7 separate regions of the Mus musculus genome follow, and all the other regions are linked to region 5. Evidence: chromatin contacts called from public promoter capture Hi-C data. All regions are on one chromosome and are shown on one strand. Each heading gives the region's core, a stretch centred on a gene start, on an enhancer-like site or on the middle of the called end of the contact. The rest is flanking DNA. Distances are from core to core; before and after follow the strand shown.

Region 1 (4,148 bases), core at 356-2,855, 680 kb before region 5:
AAAAACCTGGGCCGGGCATGGTGGCGCACACCTTTAATCCCAGCACTCGGGAGGCAGAGGCAGGTGGATTTCTGAGTTCGAGGCCAGCCTGGTCTACAGAGTGAGTTCCACGACAGCCAGGGCTACACAGAGAAACCCTGTCTCGAAAAACCAAAAAAAAAAAAAAAACCAAAAACCCGTGTTTGCTAGGCATGATGGTGTACAGCAGAGTTGTCAGGCTGATCTACAAATGGAGACAGATCCTCACACAAGGCGTCATCTCAGAAACAAGTACAAAAGAAAAAAACAATGGTCTTCCATTCATAGCAAAGCGAAGCTACAGAATTTCCTGTAACCCTCTGGTGTGACTAGTAACACAACTGACACTAAGAATGGAAAGCTCTCTATAGTATCCAATCATCACAGCATGCAGGAAAGAGACTCTAGCAAAGGAAACATTGTGTGACTAGGAGGTTTCTTTACAAGGTCAATGTTATTAAATTATTTTAACGAAAACACCTATTATTATTAGATGAAGATGTCATGTTTCTAACCCTGTAACTGAAATCAAAAGCAACTCAAGACAGTAGCCACTTCACAGCCTCCACTGGAGCTGCAGCTCGCCTCACAAACTGTGCAGTAACAGCAGTGCTCAGAAGTACAAAAAGGTCAGTACAAGAAAAATGGCCCAGGATGGCCTTGTTGGTCATCAATGGGAGGAGAGGCTCTTGGTCCTGTGAATGCTTTATGCCCCAGTGTAGGGGAATGCCAGGGCCAGGAAGCAGGAGTTTGGTGAGCAGGGGGAGGGGAGAGGGAATAGGGGATTTTCGGAGGGGAAACCAGGAAAGGGGATAACATTTGAAATCTAAATAAAGAAAATATCTAATAAAAATAAAAGAGGAAGCCGGGCAGTGGTGGCGCATGCCTTTAATCCCAGCACTTGGGAAGCAGAGGCAGGTGGATTTCTGAGTTCGAGGCCAGCCTGGTCTACAGCGGGAGTTCCAGGACAGCTGGGGCTATACAGAAAAACCCTGTCTCAAATAAACAATAAACAAACAAACAAACAAAAGAGGAATAAAATGTAAACATGGAAAAAAAAGAAAAGAAAAAGAAAAATGCCGGTACCTGATGGTGCATCGTATCCTGCTGTATTGGCATCATTCGAGGCTGAAACTGGTCCATACTTTGATGCTGTGTGTATGCTGGCTGCTGCACGCCATCTCCAGGGTACCCACTAAAATGAGGTGAGCACTTTCATTACTCACTCAAAGCACTCAATGCCCTAAGTCACATTTACATTACAGAATGTCACTCTGGAGTAACAAGCAATCAACAAATTTAGTACAACACAAATGCCACATTTTAAAATTCTAACTCTGATAAGGACACTATTCCCAATAGGAATTTCTTTAATATAATTTTTTAAAACAAAGACTGTACTGGAATGTGTTTTTATCCTAACTGGTGCTTAGATTATACAACTTTCAAGGCATTAGGAAGAACTCACAATGGGGTCTGTGGAGGAGGGGGAGAGGTAGCAGAGGGCACAGGCACAGCCGTGGCAACAGCAGGTGTGGCTGCAGTGGGTGCAGGAGGCGCAGCCGTGGCAAGGGCTGCGGTGCTGATGGCTGCAGCATCCTCTTTCTTTGAGTCTTCCACAGCTTCTGGCTCGTCATCGTAATCGAATCTATCAAGCAGCTTCTGCAATATTCCATTTTAAAACAAAGACTGAGTCACTAAAAGAGAAACTACAGAAATCACACGTTTGCACGAGCCCCTACCATGCTCTATAAACAATTTCTTTTTCTCCTGCATGTTCTGGGGGCCTTGGTCTAAAGACAGGCAATTTTGACTAAGTGCACGTTAGAAAAAAATACAACTTAAATTCTATTTTCCTTTTCCAATGATGAAAGCAGTGTTCTTTTTTGCTTATTTCATAGTAAGTTTATGAGTACACTTATGTAAAACACCCACTTGCTTAGGCTAGCCTTCTGGAGCTCTGTGCACAGGCTAATAGGTGTATGCTTTCAGGCAGCTACAGTGCAGACTTTACCCTATCCCTATAAACACATATGCCCATGTGCTGCCCAGTCGAGAATATACTAATATAATCAAAGAAAAAAATATATGGGGTAGGACAGGGCCAACAGTCATTTCAGCAGTTTTACTATAAAATTTCTTTCTTAAAACTTCACAGCTCATACAAATTTTCCCAAACTTTTCTTAAAACAAACAACAAAAAACCTAACCCATATAATCTGTAAGTTCATGGGTTGGCAGGTAAGCTGCCTGTCTTGCAAGCCTTTTGAATTCCACCCTTAGAACCCTAGCAAAGGTGGAAGGGGAAAAAAAAAGACTACTCAAAATTGTTCTGACCTCCATGTGAACCATGCCATACGTAATTCACTCCCATCATAACTTTAAAAAAATTAAGCTTATTTTAAGGAAATGTAATGCACTGAACAGTTACTGTGGCTCCCTTTAGAGAGACTATACACTTTGTAATCATAATAAAATCTGTGATACAGACCTGATTTCATACTTTACATAGATAAGGCTCAGGACATCAGCTAACTTTTCTCTCCAGCTATGCCTACTAAACTCATGGCTTTACACCTCAGGTTCCTAACTCACGTTTCTTGTGCTGTTCTGCCTTCAAGCTCCAGTGTACGTTATGAAAAGATTTCTAAGTCACAAGAGGAAGGGCTTTCCTTAGACAACAGATTACACAGAACAAGTGTAAAGAGTGTTTGGTGACATAGTAAAAAACTCTTCTCCTTTTTCTGACATAGGGTTTCTCTGTGTAACAGTCGAGGCTGGCCTGGCACTCTTTGTAGAGTGAGCTGGCCTCGAACTCAAATCTGCCTGCTTCTGCCTCTGCCTCTCAAGTACTGGGATTAAAGATGTGCATCATCAAAGCAGTAAACTTCTTTATAAAAGAGCAATTAGTATTTTCTGAATATAATCTGTATTTCAGGTACTAACTTGTGGTAACAACAAGATACATTTTTTTTCAGTTTTAATATCCATATATATTGATATGGAAAAAGATTTGAAACAAAAAAAATCTAAAAAATTAAAAAAATAATTTCTGGTGGTTTAGAGGAAGATGTCGAGAGATCTGAGTAAGTGTTCCCAGTGTCTAGTGTAAAACAGGCTTCACTGCAATGAGGAGCACAGAGCACACAGCATACACACCCCATGCCATTACCCCCAGCATAAAATGTCTTTGTGCAAACAACTCCTTCAGGTAAAACCACTGCCGTGGTCTTACTCAGCATTTCCACTGCTGTATGTAAGAGGGAAAGTAACAGCAGCAGATGCTGCGGAGAATGACAAACAGTACTACCCAGAGATTCCAAAAGACTAGAAATGCAAGTATGAATGAAACAAAAAGTACTAACAGCCTATACAAAGAAATCCATTCACTAAAGTAAATGAACTCTCTGCAGGAGAAACTCTCAGCACATCTGAGAGCTGAAGAGATGCATTTAGAGTACTGTCTACTCGACAGGTACATTGTGATGGGTAATTTTTGCGTCAACCTGGATATCTAATATAGGCACCAGTTGTCAGGTCCACCCTAATAAAGACATTACTGCGATTAATGCGGGGGTAAAATACTTTAGACCACGTCATTTAATCAGTAGACCAGGAGTGTAGCAGATCGACCTGTCAAGTAAGTGGGCCCTGGACATGATCTTTCCCCCAAGAACTGTTTCCTGAAGAAGCCCCTGAGGAGCACAGCACAGAAAGCCTGCCCAAGTTTCTAGTCCGCTGCCCTTTGGGATGTTCCCAGGAAGTCTACATTGCTGACATTACATGGACTTACAGGCTGCTCATCTACCTGAAAAAAAAAAAAAAAAACTGTACATTTGCTGGTTTTCTACAAGTACACAAATGAATTCTTTAAGAAAAAAAAAAATCTCATACAGCGACAGAGACAGCTCAGTAGTTGAAAGCACTGACAGCTCTTACAGGGACCCAATTCAGTTCCCAGCACCCACGTGGTGGCTCAAAGCATTTCTAACTCCAGTTGCAGAGACTTTGATGCCTTTTCTGACCCTCATAGGAACCAGGCATGCACATATACACATACACACAGGCAAACCATTCACACACATAAAGCAAATCTAAGAAAATCTTCCCTTCCAATCAATTATCTACCG
Region 2 (3,735 bases), core at 1,058-3,557, 650 kb before region 5:
TCCATTCAACCAGAAGCTTCAAATTTTATTATCCTTAAAAGGTTCGATGGCCTTAAGTCTTTAATCTGTTGACCACTTCCTTAGTAGTCTAAAAATCCTAATTCAGTGGAACGATTAACATTAGATACCTTCCACAATACCTTAAATAAGGAGTGAATGTTTCTGGTCTTTAAAAACACACGAAAAATTCTTGTTCATTAGACCTTCAGGTTAGCTTTCACCTCAAGAGGTGTGTCTGAAATCTTAAGACTGGCATTTGTGTAAATTCACCTCTATTCAAGAACCATTTGCCAGGCACCTGCTATGAGCACCTGCTAAGAGTGCAAGTCAACGTACAACTTGAGTAGTTAGTGAATTATCACTGACTTCTGGGATCCCACATTATTTTACTGCTTTGAAAATCATCTCTAGTCAACTCTTTTTTGTTATTGTTGTTTTTTTTTTTTTGTTCTGTTTTGTTTTTTCGACACAGGGTTTCTCTGTGCAGCCCTGGCTGTCCTGGAACTCACTTTGTAGACCAGGTTGGCCTCCAACTCAGAAATCCGCCTGCCTCTGCCTCCCAAGTGCCCGGATTAAGGCGTGCGCCACCACTGCCCAGCCTCTAGTCAACTCTTTCATCTCACTTCCCATCACCAAGTGCCAACTACGGCTGTCTGGAAAGACATGGACTCCTCAGCTGAGGAAAAGTATTTTAAGGGGGTAATTTGGACAGCAATAAATATTCTCAACTGCAGGACTAATTGGAGGGTCCCCTTCTGCAGCGCTACGAATAGAAAGAGAAGTAACAACCTAATACTATTGCGAACTGAGCCACAGAAATCTCATTGTGAGATGGAGCAAGTTCTGACACCACATCAACACGTGTCAAACTATGACATCAGATTCCTTCAGTGGTATTTGAAACGGGAAACATACCCCAACTTAATTCACAATAGTTTCCACTCTGTAACTGCGTTTTAAAGCATCAGTGGTCGTCTCCTCCTCCCACATCCATTCAGATAAATAAGATAGTATGGACTTTATGCCCCTAAGCAGCACATGGAACGATCAGAGATACAACTAGAGAGCTTTAAGGCGGCAGGCAGCTTTGTTCCCGGTTTGGGGAGGTTTTCACATGTAAATGTCCCTGAGGAAGGGAGCTGAGGATTAAGTACCCCGAGAGGGCGGTGCGAGGGTGAGCAGGTGGAGACCCAAGCAGCCTTACTAGCGGACTAAATGGGGCGTACACTTTGCTCTCCCATTCAACTTTTTAGGTGTCACGATGTACAGAAAGGGCACGTTCTAGATAGAAAGGCCAAGGGAACTACCGCTCTATGTTCATTTGTGAGCGTGTCAATCCAGGAGGTGGGAGGGCAGACACCCTCTCTAAGTCTCCGCCAACCGGGATCAGAGTCCAGCGGCCGCCGCGCAGCGCCGCGGCCTGAGCAACAGGAGAACCCAGGCGGCTGCTACGCCGGCCCCGGGACTCGCGGGAACTCCCGCCCCTGAGTCGGCCGAGCGCTCCGTTGCAGCCCCTGGCGGGATCCCGGCCCCGTAAAGCCGATAACGGGGCCGGGAGCAGCATAAGGGCCACGTTGAAGAAGCGGGAGTCGGCACAGGCCGGAAGGGGGCGAAGGGGCACTGGCGGGGGAGGGGCGCGGGGTCAGCCCCCGGCGGTGGCCGCGACCTCTCCCCGGCTCCAGGCCCGCTGCCCCGGAACCGGGGCAGGAAGCGTCCCCGCCCGGACTCGGTGCTCGAAAGCCCTCGGGCAGCGAGAGAAGCGGCCCCGGCGTGGCCCGCACCAGCCCTAACCCCAAGCACTCCTCACCTCCTGGTTGAAGGCGTTGACGGCGTCCATGTTCGCGCGCGTTGCGGCGGCGGCTGCGGCTGCTCCGGGCCCGCCGGTCACCTAGACCTGGAGCGGCGGCTGAGTAGGGCCGGGTGCCGGCAGGGCCCTTGGGCGTGGAGGGGGAGGAGGACGGGAGGCGACGAGCGGCGGAGGCCGAGCAGGAAGGGGCTGCGGCCGAGGCGGCGAGGCTGGGCCGGTCGAGCGCAGGCAGAGGCGGCGGGCCCCTGCTCAGTCCCGTGCGCCGGAGGAGGGATGGGAGGCGGCGGCAGCGCGGGGCTCCAACATGTCCGTTTGGCGGCGGCGGCTGCGCTCTGCGTCGCGCTGACACGGCCCCCCGCGCCCTCCCTCACGCACTGGCCCACACTGGCCCGGCCGGCGAGCGGGCGGGCCTCTCTGTCTCTCTCCTCTCTTTCGCCAGCAGGATGGCGGCAGCGACCCGAGTGCACGCCGCGCGAAGCACCCTGGGACAGCTCGGGCCTCCAAGCGCTTCCTGAGCCCGGCTCCGCCCCGCTCGTGCTTGGCTCCGCCCACGCCCCGCCCCTCCGCGCCCCACCGGCGCCGAGCCGCTAGCGTGTGACCGCGCGTTGTCGCGCGCTTTCCCGCCGGTTGCGGCTGCGGAGAGTTCCCGTCTTCTGGGCTCAGGATCCGGACGACGGCTCCCGGGGTGCATTGTGTCCGGGCAGGACTGCGCCCTGCTGCTGCGACAAACAAAGCGCGGAGGGTGAGCGTCTGCAGTCTCCAAGTCCCCTGCTTCGACTTGCGTGCGGACCTGGTGGACGCCCTGAGCAACTTCCGAGGACTGGGCTCCTGAACCCCTAACGCTAATCTCCCCAAACCCCGTTGGGTCGCTCTCGGCAGAAGTGTGTTCTGATTCACTTGAGTTCTCACCGCCTGCCGCGCGCTGCGACCGCTGTCTGTTGGGTGTGTGAAAAATGAAAGTTTTTCTGTAGAAACCTCACTTTTGTGGAGCATGAGTATAAAAGCTAGAAGGCCTGACTCGTACTGGAAGTTGGGGACTACTTCCCGTAGAAAAGGGCGAGCATCCTAAAAGAATTCGAGAAAGGAGGGGCCCTCTGGACCTTGCGCGCTGTGCTATCACCTCTCCTTGGAGGACAACCGGCTGGTACTTAGGGAAAGCAACTGGCCCTACCGAGACCAGATCCTAGCAGAGTTAGGATTTTGTTCTTAAGGGGGCATCATGCAGGTTGACATCCTGCAAAGTATGCATGCGGAAGAAAGTGGGGCCAGGAACAGCATGGCTTCGGGCCCTGGAGATGATGAGGCTGAAGGTATCAGGCACTGGAGGAAAGACAGAATGGTGTTCCGGAGGGAAGATGCACACTGCTTCTTGAAGGACATGAGTGCTGGGTTTGCGTCAACTTGGTAATAATTTAAGGAAGGAATGAGTTTGAGGGCGTAATGGCTAATCTTTGTCAATGCCTATGAACAGTGTCCTCATTTAAGTCAGCCTAGTTCAGTTAACCACCATGCCCAAGTTTATCTGGCTAGACGGTTATCTTTTCGGGCTCTAGCCATCTGAGCTGTCCCTGGGATAGTTAACTGAGGGCTTTTGCGATATGGGTAAAGTCCAGGAAAATGGCTGAGAGGAGGTAGATACCTGGGATTCAATACTGCACAGCTAACAGGAGCTGAAAAGTCAGACAGACAAGGAGCAGAGGTGTTTAAGAACAAGGTGTTTGGCCCAGCATGGTGGCACACGCCTTTAATCCCAGTACTGGGGAGGCAGAGGCAGGTGGATTTCTGAGTTCGAGACCAGCCAGGGCTATACAGAGAAACCCTGTCTCGGAAAAAAAAAAGAAAAAGAAAAATCTCAGCCCTAACCAAGGCTGTGGGTTCAACTCCGACAGGGTAAGGATCAGGAAATGCCTCTCCATAGGATAGCTGTG
Region 3 (4,246 bases), core at 1,609-4,108, 1.0 Mb after region 5:
AATACAGCGGTCTTATTAACAGCATCTTGTCTACAGCAAACTGTTTGGCAGTTTCTAGTGGTTCTTTTTATAGGCTGTACCCCGTTAGGACCGGACACAGGAACAAGCCCAACAGAGAGCTGCTCACCCCTACGCGCAGCAGCTCCTTCTCCACCTGGTCCAGCTTCTTCTCCTTAGATGCAGCAGAGTACAGGGCGGTTGCATAGCGGCCTTCGATGCCGTAGACCTGAACAGGGGGCTGGAAACAAGAGTAAGAGGGGGGGAGTGAGGCAGCTAAGTCAGGAACAGAATTACCCCCAACTCCAAGACTGCATTCCCACTGCCAAGCCAAGGTGCAGTCCTAAATGAGAACTCACAAACTAGGGCCGTCTCCCTGGCCAGGACCCTCTACCTTTAGAGGGGCAGAGAGGGCAGTGTCCAGCGTCTCTCCCAGCTCTCCCTACCTGCAAATGTTACAGCAAGCTTTGGCTTTCTTTGATCTCAGTGACAATGCCATCCCTAAGCACAGGAGTTTAGTACGACGGCAGGCAGTTGTGAAGATTAGCAATGCAGGGGCAGCAGTAAGAAGTGCACATGTGGATGTGTCCCTATCACGGTCATGGTGTTTTATGAAGTTCTCAGGAGGAATAAAATGGCTCCACTCACAGAGGCTGAAGGAATCTGGTGCTGTTATTAAGCGTAGCGTGTGTTGCTGTAAGTTCCACCCAACGTCCCTAGAGCATTGTATTCTGCTATTCCTAAGGGGACCATGAGTGCAGATCACTGGCCTGGTTGCCCGAGAGCATACAGCAGCCCAGGATATCTTCAGATTCTGCCATGCATGAATTAGTAACAATGAACTATAGAATAAATGCACGTGCAGCCATACTTCAATCTGTCTTGGGCCAGAGGTCAGTCAGACTTCTGGTTTAAAAAGAATAGGCCAATAGACCTCTGCAATCAATGGTGAGACTCTTGGTGCCTGGGAATGGTACCTGTCAGTACTGATTCTGCTTGGGGAAACAAGGTGCAGGCTGCAAGCAGGCCTCACATCTGAGCAACTCGGAGTTGCCACAGAGTATCAACTGTGTGAGAATCTGGGCACTTCACTTTCTTTTGTTAGAAACAGTTCCTTCATAAAAAAAAGAATGAAAGGCTAGCTTGTCTATGGACGATTGCTAGGAAAAACAATTTAAGAGTCTTTTATACATACAGTGTGTGTGTGTGTGTGTGTGTGTGTGTGTGTGTGTGTGCGCGCGCACGCACTACACGCAGAGAACAGAACAGAAAACTTTCAGGTCTTTCTTTCCTTTCCCCCTCCGGGTTCCAGGGATTGAACTCACACCCTCAGGCCTGCCATCCAGCCCTTACCTGCTGAGCTCTTGCTGGGCCCAAACAAGTTATTTTTAGAACATTAAAGTCTAGGGTTGAGCCCACCCTGTGTGACAGGCGCCCAACAGCATCCCCTGCACCCAGGCACTCATCTGGGAACTGCCACCCTTGCAGACCAAGGTTATTAATTACACACTTCAACGTATTTCTGTTCAACTCACTCTTTCATTGTTTTCCAAACACACACACACAAATAAGTAAGCTGACATACCCTTACAAGCTTGGCAAAGGGCCTGACCACAGATGTACTGAAGCTCCGAACCTTTAGAACAAAAGAAAACAGATCAGACAGGGTTTCTGCATTAGCTTAGCAATGTGTTAAAATAATCTAATCAAATACTTGCGCAATTCCTTTCTATCATCACACAGGTTATATGAGTGGGAGCTGCTCTTTGTTATACACTCCCTATTGAGAATCACCCCAAATCCCTCCAGAAACTGCCTTCCCAACACCTTCCTCCCTGGATAGCTGAGAGAGAAAAGCTGCTAACTTCCCAAAGTGGAATTTTTCAAAATAATTAAGAGCTTTATCACATTTGGGAAGAATGCTTTATGAAAGCGGAGGATTTATATTACATCACCTTTGAGAAAAACTTTAATGAACATGAAATGAGTCCAGTCTTAATTCAAGGAAACCTACTTGCTTAGGAACTGAAATGCTATCTAAGACCAAAGATCTCTTGATACAGCACCAGGCTTCAGGCACTGTGTCTGTCACTGGAGCAGCCTGGAATCCAGTTTAAAAAGCGTTTTGCGAGGGCACAGGTCACAGTCATATACTACTCTCTCTAGACTAGAATGTACTCGATTGGAACTGGCTATGAGGGTTAAAAAACTTTCTAACGCCTTAGTAATAATTCTGTATGGTGCAGATGAAAACCATGACGGCTGTCGATACAAAATTATCATGGCAGATGACCCAGGCACGTATTTTTTTCCACCCAATTCCAGGTTCTGCTGGACTTGGCCTGTTGCAAGCTCGCCATCACTCACCAGCTGCCAGCCAAAGGGGAGACGTTTAGCCCTTCCCCCCTTCTTTATAAACACAGGGGATGCGCTTTTCCAACACTCAAAATCCTAAGCAGCAGGCAGCCCTTAGGTTTACCAGCAAGGACAGGCATGTACTCTCCCCAGTGCTCTCTCCCATGCCCTTGCCAGCTGCTCCGCTATGCAGTGAGTCCTGGATGTCAAGGTCAAGACAGAGAAATCCGTGCCCACTCCCCACGGGGACGAAACGCGGATCCGCCCCACGCTGCCTGCAGTCGCCGGGCCCCACGACCCTGGGCGGGCTGCCTGACCCCTCAGCCACGGCCTCACACGCGGCGATGGGAGCCGGGGACCCGCAACCCTGGGAGGGAGCCTCCCGCCAGCTTCTACCTGTCGAGACAGTCCGGACGCTGCAGGCGCGGCCATCTTTTCCCGGGCGGCTGTAGGTCAAACCCAAATGAAAAGAGACTACTGGCGCCAGAGCGCACGCGCGCGCGCCAGCGTGATCGCTCGGCTTTCTGGGAAATGTACGCGTCAGGAGCCCGGGAGTGTGGGTAAGAACCTCTTGCATGCTGGGAGTTGTAGTCCGTACCTGCCGCGGTCCGGCTGGACTCGTGAACCGGAACCAGAAAATTAAGTCTGAAATTAGGTTTAGATTTAAACTCTTTGCACATGCATCGTCAACATCGTTGACTCGTCTTGAACCTGCCAAGTGTGCTTCTGTGGCAATGCTTCAGGCTTTACTTAAAACAAAAACCAAAAGTGAACCTACCCGGGCGCACTTCTTGGCTCTTCTGGCCATATTTTGATTACATAGGACAGTTGACAGGTGTGTTTGTGCTTTTTCTTTTTTTCTTTTTTTAGATTTCTTTATTTACTTCATGTATATGAGTATACTGTAGCTGTACAGATGGTTGTGAGCCTTCATGTGGTTGTTGGGGATTTAATTTTTGTTTTTGGATCTCTGCTCGCTCCAGCCCAAAGATTTATTATTATATTATACATAAGTACACCGTAGCTGTCTTCAGATACACCAGAAGAGGGCGTCAGATCTCATTATCGGTGGTTGTGAGCCACCATGTGGTTGCTGGGATTTGAACTCAGGACCTTCGGAAGAGCAGTTAGTGCTCTTAACTGCTGAGTCATCTTGCCAGCCCGTGTTTGTGCTTTTTATACCCACAGACTCAAAATCTATATATAATTTATCTATATATAATTTACTTTTTAATATGAGGGAAGATGGATACAGAATTATATGGGTTGCAAATACATTCTTTTAGAAATTGTTTTATGTGTTTGAGTGTTTTCCTGCATATATTCACGTGTACCATGTGTGCCTGTTGCCTTAGAGTCCAGAAAAGGACATCTAGTCTCTTGGAGCTGGAGTTAGAGGCAGTTGTGAGGTGCCAGGGGGTACTGAAACTGAGCACAGGTCCTCTGCAGGAGCAGCCAGTGCCCAACCGCTGAGCTGTCTCTCCAACCTCAGAAATACATTTTGTATAAGCAAATTTCTAAATTATGGCACTTTAATAAACATGTCCATAGCTGCAGAATAACCTACTTTGATTCTATAACTTAACCATTCTATGACTTTTCAACATAACTCACGTGGTTTATATTACTTTAATATATTACTTTAATACACATCTGAGTATCTTTAGATATACTTTTTCATAATTTCAAAAGTAGAATTTAAAAGTTGATCGAGCAGCTTGACAAGTGAGCATGAGCACATGGGCACATGAGGCAGAGCTGCTTCTCTTCGGCTTACACTCTCACTAGCTGTGTGTGGATACTTCACTCCACTGCTGCAAAATGCTTTTACGTAAGCCTAATGAAAAGCGTATTCAGCACTGATCACATCTTATGGAACTGCTCATGTGTAGAC
Region 4 (3,942 bases), core at 865-3,364, 750 kb after region 5:
ACTGACCCGAGAGGACATAAGTGAATAAAGCCAGGTGGGGCGGGGCTGGAGGGTCCTGGCTCACTTCTGAGTTTTCATATTTCTATACTACAGACAGCAAAGTAGAAATGTTTCCAGTACCCATCCTCTACCCCCCAAGAGAGAGTTTCTCTGCATGGCGCTTGCTCTCCTGGAACTCACTCTTATAGACCAGGCTGGTCTCAAATGCAAAGATCCACTTGCCTCTGCCTCTAAGCCCACTTACATTCTTAGTATTTAAAAAGTATCTTGTAAGGCTCAGAACTACTGAGACAATAGTATAGAGACAACAGCTCTTTCTTTAGGCTTAGCCATCTTGGTAGAACTTTTAAAGGGTTTTAAAAACATTACCTTCAGTTTTAAAAAAAATACAAAGAAAAAACAATTATAGTCAACTAGCTGCACAAGTCCGTATTGTCCACTCCAGAAGGACTTCCTTAGGGAACATCATACAAAGATCCTGTCAGAGAAGCTGACTATGTGAACACTAGCATGAATCTTGGGCACTCTCAGCCTGTTCCCAGTGGGGAAAAATGCATCTACCTGTAACTATGAGCAAGGGAGGGCAGACTGTTTCTCAACTTGTGGGAAGTGTTGAGCTTGATCCCCAGCACAAAGCAGGCTTTGGCCACCAGAGCCCATGTCTAGTATCAAAACACCTGTATAGAAATAATCACTCTCAAGTTTCTCTTTTCTTCTCAGAGAAGGTTCTCATGTGTCCCAGGCTGGCCTCAACTGTCTCTGCATCTGAGGATGCTATCAAAGGCCTGGCAATCCCTCCTTCACTCCAGTGAGACAGCTCTAAGTGTACAGCATCATGTCCCATGTAATTCATGGAATTCCTGGGGATCCAGCCCTGAGGTCTTTGAACATTAGGCAAGCATTTTACAAACTGAGGTTCAGTCCCAGACTTTGAATTCATTCCTGGAACTCATTTTTTCAAGAGAAAAGCTTTTGAGAAGTATGTTTATTAGAATATACATTATATTCAGCCCTTTGAAAGTATTTCCTAGAGTGAGCCATTGAGATGGCTCAGAAGGTAGAGGCACTTGCTTCTGGCCTGCCTGACAACCTGAGTCCAATCCTTCTACTCACACAGTGGAGGGACTGGCCTCTACACACACAATTGTGGCACAAACTAGAAATGTAATTTTTAAAAGTACCTGGGACAGTTCCGTGCCAGTTCTTTCATGAGATGATGTGTCCTCCCACAGCAAGTTATTTTCTTCATTAGAATCTAGAAGCTGAGGTTAAGAAAAGAGTGGTCCTTTTAAAACCTAAGCGATGAGGGAATGTGAACTATGTAAGGGCTCACCTGGCACACCAGGTTCTCAGGAGAGTGAGTGGGAGCTCACATCCATACAGTACCATGTTTCATTGCAGATTTGTGCCTGAACTTATCTAAACGGGAGGAAAGGCCAGACTTTGACGCATTTAATAACTGATACAAAAATCTTAGACCAAAAGTTCCAAAAAAGCTTTATGAGTAAAACCAACATTTGTAAATTCTGACCCGATTTATCTTCAACAGTCCACAGTAATTTCAAGTGCCTGAGAAAAAGGTCTTGAAAGGATGGTGAGAAGGCAGATTCTGTGGCTTTCCATCACAGTTCGGAGGACTATTCGAGCCACCTTCCTGGGTATCCATCCCTAAGTCCTTCTTACAGGAGAGGGCAGCCACCCCCTCCCCCGCCCCAGCTCAGGACATCAGCCTGCGGCGGCTGTTCGCGCCCATTCCCACCCCTGACGCCCGGCTGCGGGACGCGGAGACTCACCGGGCCCGACGCCCCCTGAGGACCGCGGAGCGGCTCTTCGCTGGCCTCGTCCGAGACTCGCGGCCGGTTGTCCAGGCGAGCGAAAGGGTTCCTGCGGGCGATGGTCGCGGCGGCGCCTCCTCTGCCGCCGGCGGTCGGGAAGGGGCGCAAGGGCAGCCCAGCCGCCAGCGCGGCGCGGCGGGGCGCGGGCTCCGGCAGTGAGGCGGGCACGGCGGCACCATGGTCCCGAGACCTTTTCCGGCGGAGCCGCACGGTCTCAGGCGGCCTCTTGAAGCTAGGCGAGTAGCCGGGCACCGAGACAGCCATTGCGCAGCACCGAGGCAGCTCCGCAGCCCTGCCGGGGCTTCCCGCGCGCCCCGGCCCCGCCCAGACCCCGCGCTGCTCACGGACTGGAGGCTCCTGAGGCCCCGCCCCGCCACGGGCCCGCCCCGACGGAGCATGCGTGCCAGGCCGTGCCGCCCCGCCCAACAGATTTCCCGGTGGCCGCTTCCGGCCGGGCGCGCGCAGCTCGCGGCTCTCCTGCTGCGAGGTCGGCGTCGCTGAGAACGCGACGGCGGCGCGCGGCACCCGGTAGGGCTCGGAAAAGGGATTAACAGTACCAACTCGGCAGCGGGCGTAGTGTCAGCCCCGGGTACGGAGCATGAATGCACAGCAAACAACACATTGATTGGTGGTGATGGGCAGTTACTTCTCTCCGTGAGAAGCCGCAATATCATTCTGAGAGAGACGGTGATGGGCCGAGCTCAACACAGTACCCACGAGGGGGAAATGTCCGCCAGCTTCAGGCTAGCCGCAGGCCAACTCTTCCACCCTTGTCCCCAGTGCCCGACCACCGCAGCCCTCTATGCAAATGCCGTCACTACTACAGGACCAGGTACTATGATTCCGTATGATCTCGGAGAAATTCAGAGTGAATGAATATTTAAAAACATTTTAAATGCCAGTGGATTAGATACTTTGAAGTCGGAAAGTACAAATGCTAAAATAATGGCATCAACGGTTTGTTAAGGAAGGTGTTGAGAATGAAGTTGATAACAAAATCAAATGACGTTTGGTATAGCAAAAGCATGTGACAGATGTATTTGCTAGAATAGTGTAGCTTTTGCTGAAAGCAGTTTTCTTAATGGAAAGAATTTTATAGCAGAGGCAAAGTGTACAGATACAATAACTAAAAGAAGCTTTTGGAATGTCCCCTTCAGATGGTAAAAAAATTATCTGGATTGTTTGCACATTAATTTTGGAAGTATTTTTCAAATATGTCAAATAACCAAACATCTTACTGTGGCAGGAAAACAGGCTTAAAAATATAAAATCTTGCTTTATCGTCCTTGGTTTTTCTCAACAATTTCCAAAGAAAACTGGCTTCCCCCACTGGTGTGGGTGCATCCGACTGAGATCAGGGAAGAGAATTAAAATTGAACGACTTGCTTTTTTCTTTCTTGATTTTTCTGAACAACTTCCATGGAAACCTTTGCCTCATACAGTGGGATGGGCTCATCGAGCAGAGGCCTGAGGAGGGAAATGATTCGAGATGTCAGGCACAGGCACAGAGGAGCACAGCACGCAGGATGCAGTAGACCACACATTTGCTTATTTTCCTTTATCTAACACAAGCAGCTCGAGCCTTTAATCCCAGCACTGGCGAGGCAGAGGCAGGTGAACCTCTGCAAGTTGCTGGTCAGCCAGCCTGAGCTAGATAGCTATCTTAAAAAGAAAAATCCAAACAGAAATTACAAATGCATTCATTAATATTTCTGTGGCTTAAAGAAGTAGTAATTTCCCCCCTTTTCTTTCTTTTTTAAAACTGGGTTTGTCTTGTTAGCTAGCCCAGTATGGCCTCAGACTCATGACTCTTAGCCTTCCAAGTGCCTTGAATACAGCTGTGTGCCACAACACTGGGCTAAAAGTGTTTAGGTTTTGAAAGAAAAAATATACTACTCAGTCCCTTTATCTAATTCTTACTTTATAATTGATATAAAATCCCAATTTAAACAACCTTGTCAAGCTCTGAATTATTTCAAATTCTTTGGCTAGAGGGGAAGGAGAAAGGAGAGACACACAACAGAATGGGGGTAGGGGTGTGGGGGAGAAAAAGCACAAGATCCTCTCTCTGTGGCAATCCTCACAGGTGCACAAGCAGACACATTTT
Region 5 (4,057 bases), core at 738-3,237:
GAGGCTGGGCATAGGAAGAGGCCAGGTCAAACTTCAGTTTCAGGGAAACCCCAGGATTGAAAGGATCATGGAGAGAGGCTGAGGCCTGGCATCATGATGCAGGGTGAGAGAGCCCAAAGAGAGGCCAAGAGGCAATCGGTGCCATTGGTAAGGGGAAGCCTGCGGTTCCGGCAGTTTGGAAATGCCAACACCATGGGATGACCACCAAGGACAGCAGCAGCTACGGAGTGGAGCCAGCCTCAGCCTGTGAGATGTGTTCTGTGGGCCCTGCAGAGCAGAGGGAGCGGAGAAGACCCTGAGTCCCGCACCTCTGACAGCGAGCTTCACAGGGCTGCACTTCAGTTCTCCTTCCAGTGCGAGTGCGCTCATGGTCTTCCCTCTTGGAGTGAGATTAGGTCTTTTTACAGGTGCCCGGTAATGGATATTACAGAGAGGTTTGAACTTTGAAAGAGACTGCATTTTTAAAGTGAAAAAATTTAAAAGCCTGTGGAACTTCTGAAAGTTGGAATTTGTTTTATATTGAGATATCCATATTAATAAGGTCTTGGGGATAAACAAAAAGGAGAGGGTTATGGTTTCATGGTGATATGTCGATTGGTGTTGACAAGGAAGCAATTGGTTCTGCTTGGCTTTTGTTGACCTGGCATGAACATAGACGTATCTAGGAAGAAGGAACCTCAACTGAGAAAATGTCTATTTCAGACTGTTTGTAGGCAAGTCTGTAGGTAAGGCATTTTCTCAATGACAGTAAGGGGGGGGGGGGTAGCACTCTCCGGGTGGTATCACCCCTAGGCAAGTGGTCCTGGGTGGTATGAGAAAGCAGGCTGAGCAAGTCGTGAGGCGCAGGCCAGGGGCAGTGATCCTCCATGGTATTTGCTTCAGTGCCTACCTCTGTGTAGATTCACCCATGCAATTCTTGTTTTTTTTTTTTTTTTTTTTTTTTTTTTGAGACAGGGTTTCTCTGTATAGCCCTGGCTGTCCTGGAACTCACTTTGTAGACCAGGCTGGCCTCGAACTCAGAAATCCGCCTCTCTCTGCCTCCCAAGTGCTGGGATTAAAGGCGTGCGCCACCACCGCCTGGCTCACCCATGCAGTTCTTACATGCTGCCCCACACTTTCGGTTTATGATGTTAAAGACCCGGAGGTTCCCCCCACCCCCTAAATGTTTTACTTTTAATATGTCATTTAATATTGAGCCTTCTTTGAAAGCAGTTAAGTTTGATTATATATATAAAACGGGTCTTAAGGCGTTCTCTATAATGTAAAAATCATGTGTTTCCTAGGAGACAGAAAACAACACCAAGGCTCTCCCGGTGAGAACTTTCATGGGCGGCTTCAAAGCGAAGAGACTCAAGGGCCAGGGCTTTTAGCGTCTCAAACTGTCCCCCTTCCCTGCAGCCACCACTCACTCCACCCTCACCCTTGACAACTCCCACCGTCCCCGATCCCTCAGCTCCGTCCCGCCACCTTTCGACCCAGTACGTTCGCACTTCCCGGAAGCCCAAATCCCGGCTTAGCTCAGCCTCACTTGGCATCCCGGCTGCTCTCCTCCGAGTCGGCGGTTGGCTGGCGAGCCTGGGTTTCCTCCAGCCGTTGGTCTTTCATCCCCGGTCAACCCTGATGCTCCTTTCCCACCCCGGGCTACGGCAAATCTCCCCAAATCCTCGCGACCCCGGGCGCTGCCCCCTGACCCCGAAGCCGCCGGCCTCCCTTTCCGCACCTGAGCAGAGCCGGTGCACCTTCAGCCGCCCGTTGTAGACGCGGGCCACCTGCGCCGTGAGCTCTTCCAGCTCCGTGCTCCCGGGCGCCTGCAGTAAGAACTGGCTCTCGTCGCCTCTCTTCACGTGCAGCACAACCATGGCTGCGCCAGAGGCGCCGCCGAGGTGGCAAGGCTGCGGGGCAGGGACCACGAGGCCCGAGCCGGGTCGGCCGGACCCACACCAGCCTGAGATTAACCGCTGCTCCGAGGAGGAACCGTGGAACGCGGCTCACGCTTCAGCCCGGAGGGATGAAGAAAACGGCGCACGCTCGCGGAAGTGGCTGTTGCCAGGGGCAACAGTCAAACATTGAGCTCGTGCCCAGTTAGAACTCGCGCCTGGAAGGCCGGAGGCGCTGAAGAACAGGTTGTGCGGGCCGCACAGTCGCCGCTCCCGGAAGTAGCTGTTGCCCGGGCAACCAAAACCCAAACTAACAGCTAGAGGCCTGTGCGGACGGTCCGGGGACTCGGGAGATGTCCGCTGGAGGAGCATGGCGACTCCTGGATTAAGAATGAGAGCGAGCGCTGGGCACTATGGGAGCATAGCCGCCGCCAAACTCAGACTGGTTTCGCGCAGGCACGGATCGCTTCCGGAAATGCCTTCTGCTTTGGGTCTCCGGTCAAAAAGTGGGGAGCGCTGCTGCTGTGCAGAGCTCATTTAGTTCCACAGCTGTCTATCGCCCGTCCCATGGAGTCTCGGTCCCCCACAATCTCAGATAGGGCAAGCGGGCGCAGCGCTGTTCTTCCAGGGCGCTCAGACACAGCTGAGGATCCCATTTTAGTGTTATAAAGAGAAAACAAATGGATGGAAGAAAATCAAATAGAGGAGTAAAGAAAATTAGCAAAGAAAATTAACCTGTGCTTTGAAATGATCTCAAACTCATAGTTTCGCTAAATGGTGAGGGTTTTTTGTTTGTTTGTGGTGATGGCACATTAAATTTTTTACTTGCCAATGGAAATTCCTGGAAAGAAGCTGTGTAATAAAAACAGCAGTGATGTGGAGAGGCTGTGAATCTGCGGGTCCAGACTGATTACCTTGTCTCTGTTAGCTATAGCTCCTAGAACAGACGTCCATTGCCCTCCTATGGGTCAGAAATAACTTGCATATAGGCTCTGAAATCTATAAACGTAGCTTTCACTAACCCAAAAGTTAAGAATATCGTCAAATAGCATCTGGTAACTAAAGAAAAACTTCGTCTTACTGTATATGCCTCTCTGGCATTTCCACCAATGTATTTTAAACTTGCCATGACTTACGACTTTGTCTTAGAGAGCTACAAAACTTTGTGAACATGGAATTTGGGGTAACCCAAATCTGTCATGGTCATTCATTCAAATTTGGCTTCAGAATAAACTACCTCTTATTCCCTGCATGTATTATGTGCACACACACACACACACACACACACACGAATGTGGGAGTGCACACATGCATAGAGAGAAAAAAAAACCTCTTCCCTTTTGAGTAAAGAAGTCAGCTGGTGATAAAGACATATTTATTTCATATGACAGCACATCTCACAAGATATGTACAGAATGTATACCAGCAACTTTAATACTGTACTTCTATAAAGTATATAGTTATAAATACTGTATGCCACATAAGCGATAAACCTCTTACATACATATAAACAGCAATCTACTAGAGAGAACAGAGACTCACAGAGATTCTTAGTGTCTGTTTTCTGCTTTGACCAGACCTGGCAAATACACACGATGTCGAGTTCTTTGTAGCAAACTTTAACTTGCTTTGTGCGTTTCAGCAGCTACCAGACTTCCTGACAAGGCAGAGCTATTGCTCTGCAGACATTACAGTGGTTCACACCTGAGGGAGTCACTGCTCAGGGCTGCGATCCACACTGCTTCAGTTTTCTAAAGTGGATTAGCTTGCTAATGGGGAGTGGATACCATACACACTACTCACACAGATGTTACAGCCACAATCTCAACAAGTTAATTCACATTTTGAAGCACACTGCTCTAGTAATACTGCAGTTTAAAAGCTACTACTGTTGAAATGATTAGAACCCCAACAAGCACGATCTAAAACTCACAAGAGTTATTGCTAACAGCGAGTGATGGCTGCAGCAGAGTTACTTCTATAAACACAGGATTGTGATAACACTGAGCATTTGCAAAGGTGCTCTGTCCTAACAGATCTGCTCTAGGAGAGAAGTGCGATGCAGCCTGCTGTGCTTTTACACGGAGGTGAGGGCAGCCATACGTCCTTTCTAATCTTACAATACACATCTTTAAAGGTTCAGGTAGGTAGATGTAGGAACGTGGGTGTAAGCACATAAC
Region 6 (4,230 bases), core at 1,010-3,509, 610 kb after region 5:
TGGAGAAAAAATAATTGTTGGCTTACAAAGTTCGTTTGGGGCTGGAGAGATGGCTTAGCAGTTAAGAGCACTGACTGCTCTTCCGAAGAAGGTCCTGAATTCAAATCTCAGCAACCACATGGTGGCTCACAACCATCCATAATGAGATCTGATGCCCTCTTCTGGGGTGTCTGAAGACAGCTACAGTGTACTTACATATAATAAATAAATCTTTAAAGGAGAAAAAAAAGAAAAAAACTTTGTTTTCACTTCACAACTACTGTTGCTCTACATAAGCTATAAAACATGGCATTTCTCAAGACTCTCATAGCTACCGGACACTTCCCTATGTGAGAAGTGTGTCAGATAGAAACTTCAAGAGGAAAGACACAGAAGCCTTATCAAAGTGGCTAAAATCTCCTACTTTGCAGATCTCCAGGGACTGGAGATTCGCTCAGCAGTTAAGAGGGCCTGATGCTCTTGCAAAGGCCCAGAATTCCAGGACCTCACAGCCATATGTAACTTCACTTCCTGGGAGGTGATAATCTCCACAGGGCCCTGCACACACACACACACACACACACACACACACACACACACACACACACATAAATATTTTTGAAAGCATTGTGATTGTGTTCATGCAGTGCTGGGACCAGTCTTTGCTCTCATGGTTTTGGAAGATGCAAATAAAACACCCTAAGGTTTAGTCTTTTGCTGTGTCCACAATAAGCCTACCTCCAAAGGGGAGAAGCAATGGGGAGGTAAGAGAGAGAACACAGAAATGGCGGCACACAGCACAATCAAAGCAGTTGCTCAGAGGGACAGACAGAGCCAGGAGTGCTACACACACAGGAAATGCCAGACCGGAGTTCCTGTTATCTTCCGCTGCCAGCTGCCAGATCTCAACAGAAGACTCAGCTATCAACGACATCAGGGTTCCTCTAGGCAGGAAGGGCAAGAGAGTGGATGCCAGCACCTAGCTGGCCTTGCCCTGACAAAGTTGCCTTGGGGAAAGGAGAGAAACGCTTGTCTTTGGGGGGTTGTATGCTTGAGGCATGGGGTACAGATCCAGGGAATATGCCCTTAGCACTGTGCTGAGGGAGGGAGATTCTAGACAGGGGTGTGGTAGGGAGTGGGGTGAGGCAGTAGTAGCACTTCCAAAGGCTTACCATTTGGGGTCAAGACCACAGGCTGAAAAGCTTAGTGATCACAGGTCCTTCGTGGCTTTAGCTGAGTCCTTTTCCTTACCCTGTCTCATAAAAATAAAACATGCCGGGGGCAGGGCACGGGGCACTCAGAGGGGTATACTTATAATCCACAGCCTGTGTGGTTAGGTTTTCTCTCCTCTGCGGTTTTCAACACGTCCTGTTGAGAGGATCCCCACAGCCCTCCTCTTCTCCTTGGCATGTAAGTACATTTCTGGGTCTTGAAATTCTCAAGTCATAGTTCAAATTTTTGCTAGATAATTTCATCACGTATTTTTATAACAGGCCAACTTCTGGAGCCACAGGCACAAGGGAAGGGTTTGGGGGCCCACGACTAACCCCTGAGAGGTAGAGATGTGAGGATCTGTGAAGTTCAAGGCCAGCTTCAACTACAGTTTAAAGTGGCTTCCTAAGACTGAGGCCTCAGCGGTTAGGAGCAATAGCTGCGGTTCGATGACCCCTTTCTTTGACTCTTGTCTCCCTCTAACCATTCCTTTCGTTGCCCCCTTTTTTGTGGCCGAGGTGTGAACGTCTCTGCCAACAGGCTGGCCACTGGGGAAGGCTCAGGCTGGGAGCCTATCCCTGCCCTGCTCTGGGGTCACTTCCTCGTAGCTTCACAGCCACAGAGGGCCAAACCCACAGACTATTAAGCAACCAGTACAGTTCCTCTAGCTTTTCTTCCTCTGTGACACCACGGCCTAGAGGGTCCTCTCTGCTATACCCTTAAGTAGCCCTTTGCTTAAAAGGATTCAAAGCTTAGCACGATCTTTCCGGTCATTAAAGAGAACAGAATTCAAAATAAATGGGTCCTTAAATCGTACGTGGCGGGAGTCCGAAGTGGGGTGGGGTAGGGTGGGGATGGGTGTCCACGGGTCTCTCCAGAAGGATGGTACTAGAGATCTCTGGCCACACATTGGAGGTCGGCTCGGCGAGGTGTGGCCGGAGTCACCGGGGCTGTGTGCTGGGCTGCGGGGGCCGCGGTTCCCGGGAACACCGGGGAAAGTCCCCACGGGCCGGGCGGGGGCGGGGCCGGGCGCGGTGGGGGCGGGGCGGGACGCAGGCGGGGCGAGGCGGCTCTGCGGCTAGGCTGGGGAAGAGGCGGGCGCTCGGCTCGCCATGGCCGCTGCGGTGCGAGTCTGAGCGGCGTCCACCCCGCGGTCCCGGGCCGCCCGGGCCATGCGGCCTTTGCCACTGTGGCTGCCGTCGCTGCTGCTCTGTGGGCTCGGTGCCGCGGCGTCCTCGCCAGGTAAGCGCGACCCAGGAGACCCCCCACCCCACCCCCGACTCCTCGGGCTCTCCTGGGTGTCGCGTCCGCGCGTGGGTGGCTCCGGGAGCTTGCACCCGGCACAGGGTGGGGTTCTGCAGTCGTTCCCGATCTGCGGGTGACCGCGATCGGACGGGGCACCGACCAGGAGGAATCTGCAAGAGGGAGCTGCAGTGAGTGTAGCGTGGACCACGGGGAATTCCAGGCCTGGAGGTGGAGAGCCCAGTTCGTCTTTGGCTCCTTGGTGCCAGGGAGATCAGCTGACGGGCAGGACCAGTATTTGTCTGGGCAGCCTATAAAATCCTCGTACTCAGTTCCTCGGGATCTTATAGATGGGGAGCAGAAATGCCTGTGTCCCCTCCAGTGTATGGGGACAGAGGGTCAGCTGAGGCACACTTTTAATCTCAGCTCTATCCTACTCCGCCCACACAGCCCTTTACCGGGGTTCAACTTCCCACTTTTGTCACCAACCTGACTGTATTTATGAGCCAGTCATCAAAACCAACAAAAGAAAGACATCACTAACCAAGAACATTCTTCCTACGTGATTATATTTTGCTGGGTTCTTTCCCGTGCAGAGATCATATCAAAGCTTGGATATCTGGAGTCCACAGTGGTAGTGGGGTGCACCCTTGTGAAAACACAGAACTCAGGATGAGAAAAAGGGGTCCTGAAGTTTCTGGCCGGCCGGGCCGGCTTGGTTTACTCAGTGGGTCTTGCTGTTGTTGTTTATTTTGTTTTTTTTATAGTTTGGCCATTAGTTAAATAAGCCTACGAATTGGGACGTTCCCTCCCATTGGAAGTGGTGTTGAGGAGTTAGTTGGTCCTCTGTCAGCATCCCTGCAAAGGCCCTTAAGTTCCCTTTCTCCTTAAGGGCAGAGGAGCACAGGAGGATGAGTGGGTTACGCAGTTAACTTGTTCTCCTGGAGTCAGACAAAGACTTTAAACCCTGGCTCTGATGTTCCCCATTTTGCCTTGAGCAATCTGTGTCTGACACACCCACACACACAGGTCTCCTTTGGAGGAGAGCCTGCGATTGTCTGAGATGTCTGTGAACTATGTGTTCAGAAGTTGATAGGCGTATTTAGAAACTTTACAACAGACATTTTTCTAATGATTAACTTTTTATTATGCTCCACAAAAGTCGTGGTCTGTGGCTCATTAACAACAAATTGGATCCTTAGATATTTTGAAAATGGTAGCCTTTTGTAAATTTCTTAGACTCTCATGCCACTCTTAACGCGAAATTTTCACACTTTTTTTTTAAAAGAAAAACTAGGATATGTTTAAAAGAAACCCTTTTAGTCACAGTGCAGAGTGAAAATATTGACATTGTTCTTGCGGCCAACAGGTAATGAGAAGATTCCCATAACTGTTCCATAGGTTATGAATGGCCCTCAGGAATCATAAAATTGCTTTTAACAACATATTCATGTTTTGCCTGCATGTCTATGTATGTCTATGCACCACTTGAGTTCCTGGTGCTTACGGAAGCCAAAAGAGGCCATCATATCTCCCAGAACTGGAGCTATAAATAGTTCTGAGCTGCCCTGCTGGGGCTAGAACTCTAATAGAGTAGCAAGTGCCCTTAACCACCGGGCCATCTCACAGCCCCGGAAACAAGGCTTTGAAAGGAACATTTGTAAAACGCTCCAGGGAGTCAAGGCTAGCATATCAATACTGTACCCCAAACAGGCTGGAGTTACTCTCTGTTGCTTTGTTAGGTGGCAGCCATTTGCTGTAGATCATAAAAACAAAACAAAAAAGAATAATTGATAG
Region 7 (4,048 bases), core at 101-2,600, 680 kb after region 5:
ATAAAAAAGAAAGTCAGTTCTTTGTAACAATGTTGCTAAACAAGAATATATAAGTATCTATGACTTTTCTTGGTGCAGCTAGAAAATGACAGTGATGTTTGGCTATCACATAGTGTGACAGGAACTGAAGTCTACTGCTTGAAGACAGGGTTTCTCTCTGTGTAGCTCTGGTTGTTCTGGACTCACTTTGGAGACCAGGCTGGCTTCAAACATAGAGAGATCCACCTGCCCCTGCCTTCCATGTTCTGGGATTAAAGACATGCATACCTCCGCCCGGATCCAATGCACAGAATTTTAGATCTAGAAAGTTGTTAAAACTCATCTAACCTAATTTTCTCATTTTATAAGAAAACGGGTCCAGAAGGTTAAGCAACTCTTAAGGTTAACCAAAGAACTTACATTACCAGGTACTGCAAATGGTTAGGTTTGGGGCACAGTAAAGCTTAACTGCTTTTTGCTTGTTTGTTTTTGAGATAGGGTCTCTCTACATAGCCCTGGCTGTCCTGGGACTCATTATGTAGACCAGGCTGGACTTGAACTCACAGAGGTCAGCCTGCCTCTGTCTCCTGAGTGCTGGGACTAAAGGAGAGCATCCAAGCCCCACACTTGGCTTAGCTATACTCAGCAAATTACACATTTCCCTGAGCACAATTTGTGTTGTTGTTTTGTTTTGCATACAGTGTAGAATGGTCGTCACCATTTCCAAGTATCTAACTTGCTGCATATCAAACAGGGAACATACAGACCGGTACTCAGTGGGACACCAGATGGGACTGAGAATCAAGAATGCAAGCGACTTTAAGGTCTGCACCTCGCTATTTGCTAGGTGCCAGGGCAAGGAAGGGCGATAAAGGGTGAGAGAGCTTTTGCTGTATTTAAAAACGCATGGTCCTGTGGAAAAAGATACTGAACACTGACGAAAGGCAACGGAGTACTTACTGGAGGATTACTGATCCTTTGAATGTAAGGTGCGTTTTAGAAGTCATGGTAGCCCGATGTCACAATATAGGGGTCAGTGGATTTTAGAGTTGTCTGGGATGCCGGTGGTTATGCTCACCGTGGTGAGGGGTGCCTCAGAAGAGTGTCGGTCCGCTGCACCCCCTACTCACCTTCACAGACGTGATGGGGGTTCAGCGGCTCGAAGCTCAAGCTGCGCCTTTGCGCAGCACGCGTGGCCCGCTCCGTCCCTGTCTCGGCTACTGGACCCTCTGCCGCGCTACACTGCAGAGCCTTTCTTCATACCTTACTACGACAGGTAGTTTCCCTCACCAGGGACAGCGATCTCTTTCTTATAAAACCATCCCCCACGGAACAGAGGACAGACTCCCCTGGACGCTTGTTGTTGTGCCGGGGGCGATAGGCCCCGCCTCTACCCGCTTTCGAGGGCAGGGTTCGGCCGATTTGGATTGTGGGAAATGTAGTTCTCCGGCAGGTGCAGAGTAGAGGCATTAGGGCCTGGAGAGGAGTTATGGCTTGTGATAGATTTGTGACCCCAACGTGTATGTAATTTGAAGAGCACTGACCTCAGTAAATTGTTTTAAATGGAGGAAGATTAGGCCGTTTGCCTCTATGGGACACCTGCACCGTCAGTAGGCTTCTTTAAGCCTAGAAAGATGGTCTTTCCTTCAACCAAGTTTGGATTAAAGGTGTGCGCCACCACTGCCTGGCCCAGCCAAGTTTGTTTGGGTGGATGGCTCTTGTTTTTTGACACTGTCTCCCTTAGCCCAGGCTGGCCTCACACTCGCTATGTAGTAAAGAGGGATTTTGGGTTGCACATCCTCCATGCTTCCGTTTTCCAGGTGCTGGGATTACACAGTAAAATTGCTACTTGTTTATGGAATGTTGGGGATATAAAACCAAGGGCTTATGCATGCAAGGCAAGTTCTGTCAGGGCTCTGCGTATTGTACGATACCTCACCCCATTGAGCACCGCACATAGCCAGGGGTTGGAAAAGAAGGGAAAAATGTGTCTTTGGTTTTATTTTATTCTTTATTATTTTATTTTTATTAATTATTATTATTTGGTTTTTTTGAGACAGGGTTTCTCTGTGTAGCCCTGGCTGTCCTGGAACTCACTCTGTAGACCAGGCTGGCCTTGAACTCAGAAATCCACCTGCTTCTGCCTCCCAAGTGCTGGGATTCCCTGCCTCTTGTCTCTTGAATGGTTAAAGACATGTCACCGCACTCCATCCTAAAGATACAGTTTTAAAAAAATTAGCGGCACACTTTTAATCCCAGCATATAAAGGCAGAGTCAGGTGGATCTCTGTGAGTTTGAGGCCAGTCTAGTCTGAAACTCTGTAGACCAGGCTGGCCTTGAACCCACTTGCCTCTGCCTCCCAAGCGCTGAGATGAAAGGTGCGTGCCACATCTGGCTTTGAAAATCTTATTACACCGGTTATGTTTTGTATGTGTAGTTTCGTGTTTTGTATGCTGTGGTCTCTACTGGTGGAGTTGGTTGTCTGCTTCTGTCGTGTGGATCCTGGTGGTCAAGCTTGAATGAAGGTAGAGTCTTTACAGGTTGGGCTATCTCAATCTTGAATAACTAATGTGTATATAGTAGCCGCTCACACTCAATGTGTCTAAATAGTATTCTGTTGTGACCATCATGAGAGCCAAGCATTGTGGGAGTTTGGCTGTGCTGCCTGAAAAGTGTTAGCCCATCGCCCGGGCTTGCTGACTCAGCACAACCTTCATCTGGGTCCACTGCTCCCACCTGTTGTATGCAAATCTGCCTTAACTGCCAGTGGCTGGCGGAGGGGCTTGGGTATATAGGCCAGGGAAGGCAATTCAGGAGGCTGGCTAAGCTCTGTAAGGAAGCCTAGTGATGTCTGCCCAGAGTGAGCTTTGGCAGAATGGCCCTGGGTTTGGGACCCAGGGAGAACGGAGACATGGTTTCCTCTTCCCCTGGGAAGGGGTGTGGCAGCATGCCCTGCCGACTCCTCCGCCTTCTATTATCACCTCTGCTATTTTAAGGCGTATTTTGATTTCAGGCAACCAGACACATGGATTCTCCTCTGGAGACCTGGTATCAGCTACTGTAGGGCAAGGCTGGTACTTAAAAAACGGGTGGAAGATTAGCTTGAAATAAAGAGCTAGAGCATTAATGTCCTCTGTTGTTAATCTTGAGTACCGAGGTCAAACTGAACATTCTAATCTCCAGGTCATGGGGTCACCGAGACTTCTAGTAGCTGGTTTCTATGTAAGTGGCTTCCCTAACCCATGGGATTTCCTTCCCACCTGCCAACCGTCCCTTCGACCATGCAGGGCGGCAGTGTAACACTGCAGACAGTTTTTGAGACAGGGTTTCTCTGTGTAGTCCTAGCCCTGGCTGTCCTGGAACTCTATCTGTAGACCAGGCTGGCCTCAAACTCACAGAGATCCGCCTGCCTCCTATGTGCTGGGATTAAAGGTGTGCGCCACCACGTCCTGGATTGCTTAGCCTCTTCTTTTAAGGCTGCAGTTTAAGGATCTGCTGTTGTTTTGAATTTAAAGCTTAAGAGAGGTTTCAACATGGTCTCTAAGTGCCCTCAGGTGAGGAATCCCGTTGTGCCGGCTGCTTGGCAGCTCAGGGTGGCTGGCTGGCTTCCGGCCGGGTGTGGTCATCGCTTGCTTGTGAGTGTCTGGAAGCAGGAAAGCAAGGCAAGCAGGAAGCTTGGAGATCTCTCGTCTGGGTTCGTAGGTGCCCAGGATGTTGGCGGCCTAGAACTTTCCACTTCTGGATGTCTTAAATAAATGCTAGATAAGTTTTCTTTTCAATGAACCTATTTATTTAAAAAATGGCAGCGGGTAAGGATTAAAGTCTTTTTGCCAGCAGGTATTTCAGTTTGGCCATGGTCATGATGAAAAGGCACCCAGCAAGGCCCTGCCTCTCTCTCAGCACTGAGCCCACTCCTGCATCAGGACCGGTCACTGCTCCTTGGCCCAGTGGATCTTGCCATCTTCTCGCAGCTGCACAGCCCCGCTGGCCACCAGCTGAAGAGCGGCAGGAAAGATCTTATGTTCTGCCACTTTGACCCGTTCAGACAGCGTTGCCACAGTGTCACCCC

The links. Promoter capture Hi-C pulls out the DNA fragments that hold promoters and counts their contacts.
Region 1: a promoter capture Hi-C map of hippocampal neurons shows a contact between it and region 5, with 4 times the contacts expected there. The contact joins the enhancer-like site here to the promoter of Cfap298 in region 5. A contact is called at or near these places in 4 of 39 promoter capture datasets (3T3-L1-derived adipocytes, cranial neural crest, hippocampal neurons and 1 more), 1 of 484 Hi-C or Micro-C datasets (cortical neurons), 2 of 115 datasets of contacts at active chromatin or transcription factors (epiblast stem cells and large pre-B cells) and 2 of 9 other capture datasets (adipose tissue and liver).
Region 2: a promoter capture Hi-C map of second pharyngeal arch cranial neural crest shows a contact between it and region 5. The contact joins the promoter of Scaf4 here to the promoter of Cfap298 in region 5. A contact is called at or near these places in 15 of 39 promoter capture datasets (the 3T3-L1 cell line, the C10 cell line, the HPC-7 cell line and 9 more), 2 of 484 Hi-C or Micro-C datasets (embryonic stem cells and muscle stem cells), 10 of 115 datasets of contacts at active chromatin or transcription factors (T-cell acute lymphoblastic leukemia, astrocytes, cardiomyocytes and 7 more) and 2 of 9 other capture datasets (adipose tissue and pancreatic islet).
Region 3: a contact with region 5 is called in a promoter capture Hi-C map of neutrophils, with 5 times the contacts expected there. The contact joins the promoter of Atp5o here to the promoter of Cfap298 in region 5. A contact is called at or near these places in 3 of 39 promoter capture datasets (erythroid cells, neutrophils and pre-B cells), 2 of 484 Hi-C or Micro-C datasets (B cells and CD8 T cells) and 2 of 9 other capture datasets (adipose tissue and liver).
Region 4: a promoter capture Hi-C map of pre-B cells shows a contact between it and region 5, with 5 times the contacts expected there. The contact joins the promoter of Donson here to the promoter of Cfap298 in region 5. A contact is called at or near these places in 6 of 39 promoter capture datasets (the C10 cell line, hippocampal neurons, liver and 3 more), 1 of 484 Hi-C or Micro-C datasets (cortical neurons), 2 of 115 datasets of contacts at active chromatin or transcription factors (memory CD8 T cells and thymic regulatory T cells) and 2 of 9 other capture datasets (adipose tissue and liver).
Region 6: a contact with region 5 is called in a promoter capture Hi-C map of hippocampal neurons, with 2.8 times the contacts expected there. The contact joins the promoter of Ifngr2 here to the promoter of Cfap298 in region 5. A contact is called at or near these places in 3 of 39 promoter capture datasets (the HPC-7 cell line, hippocampal neurons and pre-B cells), 1 of 115 datasets of contacts at active chromatin or transcription factors (embryonic stem cells) and 1 of 9 other capture datasets (adipose tissue).
Region 7: a promoter capture Hi-C map of liver shows a contact between it and region 5, with 4 times the contacts expected there. The contact joins the promoter of Dnajc28 here to the promoter of Cfap298 in region 5. A contact is called at or near these places in 6 of 39 promoter capture datasets (the C10 cell line, hippocampal neurons, liver and 2 more), 1 of 484 Hi-C or Micro-C datasets (liver), 2 of 115 datasets of contacts at active chromatin or transcription factors (microglia and stem cell-derived neural progenitor cells) and 1 of 9 other capture datasets (liver).

What each region holds. Positions count from the first base shown.
Region 1 is chr16:90,250,771-90,254,918 of GRCm38.p6, forward strand. It overlaps Scaf4 (SR-related CTD-associated factor 4), which reads right to left. Exons shown (of 20, transcript NM_178923.4): 8 at 1,487-1,680; 9 at 1,105-1,213. Among named protein-coding and RNA genes, the nearest start is that of Scaf4, 32 kb to the right of the region's middle. Within about 2 kb of position 1,606, at least 7 of the 459 cell types and tissues checked have an H3K27ac peak or open chromatin away from gene starts, as enhancers often do. A contact at or near this core is called in hippocampal neurons, where this site is marked.
Region 2 is chr16:90,282,196-90,285,930 of GRCm38.p6, forward strand. Scaf4 (SR-related CTD-associated factor 4) reads right to left here and starts at 2,308. Exons shown (of 20, transcript NM_178923.4): 1 at 1,808-2,308. The coding sequence starts at 1,837.
Region 3 is chr16:91,928,772-91,933,017 of GRCm38.p6, forward strand. Atp5o (ATP synthase, H+ transporting, mitochondrial F1 complex, O subunit) reads right to left here and starts at 2,859. Exons shown (of 7, transcript NM_138597.2): 1 at 2,749-2,859; 2 at 1,583-1,633; 3 at 128-238. The coding sequence starts at 2,784.
Region 4 is chr16:91,686,614-91,690,555 of GRCm38.p6, forward strand. It overlaps Donson (downstream neighbor of SON), which reads right to left and starts at 2,115. Exons shown (of 10, transcript NM_021720.1): 1 at 1,794-2,115; 2 at 1,182-1,262. The coding sequence starts at 2,099. It overlaps Cryzl1 (crystallin, zeta (quinone reductase)-like 1), which reads right to left. Exons shown (of 13, transcript NM_133679.2): 13 at 2,709-3,302. The coding sequence ends at 3,203. It overlaps Gm10785 (predicted gene 10785), which reads left to right and starts at 2,285. Exons shown (of 6, transcript NR_040389.1): 1 at 2,285-2,667.
Region 5 is chr16:90,932,862-90,936,918 of GRCm38.p6, forward strand. It overlaps Cfap298 (cilia and flagella associate protien 298), which reads right to left and starts at 1,988. Exons shown (of 7, transcript NM_026502.2): 1 at 1,721-1,988. The coding sequence starts at 1,859. Synj1 (synaptojanin 1) reads right to left here. Exons shown (of 32, transcript NM_001164483.1): 32 at 3,236-4,057.
Region 6 is chr16:91,544,800-91,549,029 of GRCm38.p6, forward strand. It overlaps Ifngr2 (interferon gamma receptor 2), which reads left to right and starts at 2,260. Exons shown (of 7, transcript NM_008338.4): 1 at 2,260-2,433. The coding sequence starts at 2,364.
Region 7 is chr16:91,617,649-91,621,696 of GRCm38.p6, forward strand. It overlaps Dnajc28 (DnaJ heat shock protein family (Hsp40) member C28), which reads right to left and starts at 1,351. Exons shown (of 2, transcript NM_138664.2): 1 at 1,110-1,351. Gart (phosphoribosylglycinamide formyltransferase) reads right to left here. Exons shown (of 22, transcript NM_010256.2): 22 at 3,747-4,048. The coding sequence ends at 3,909.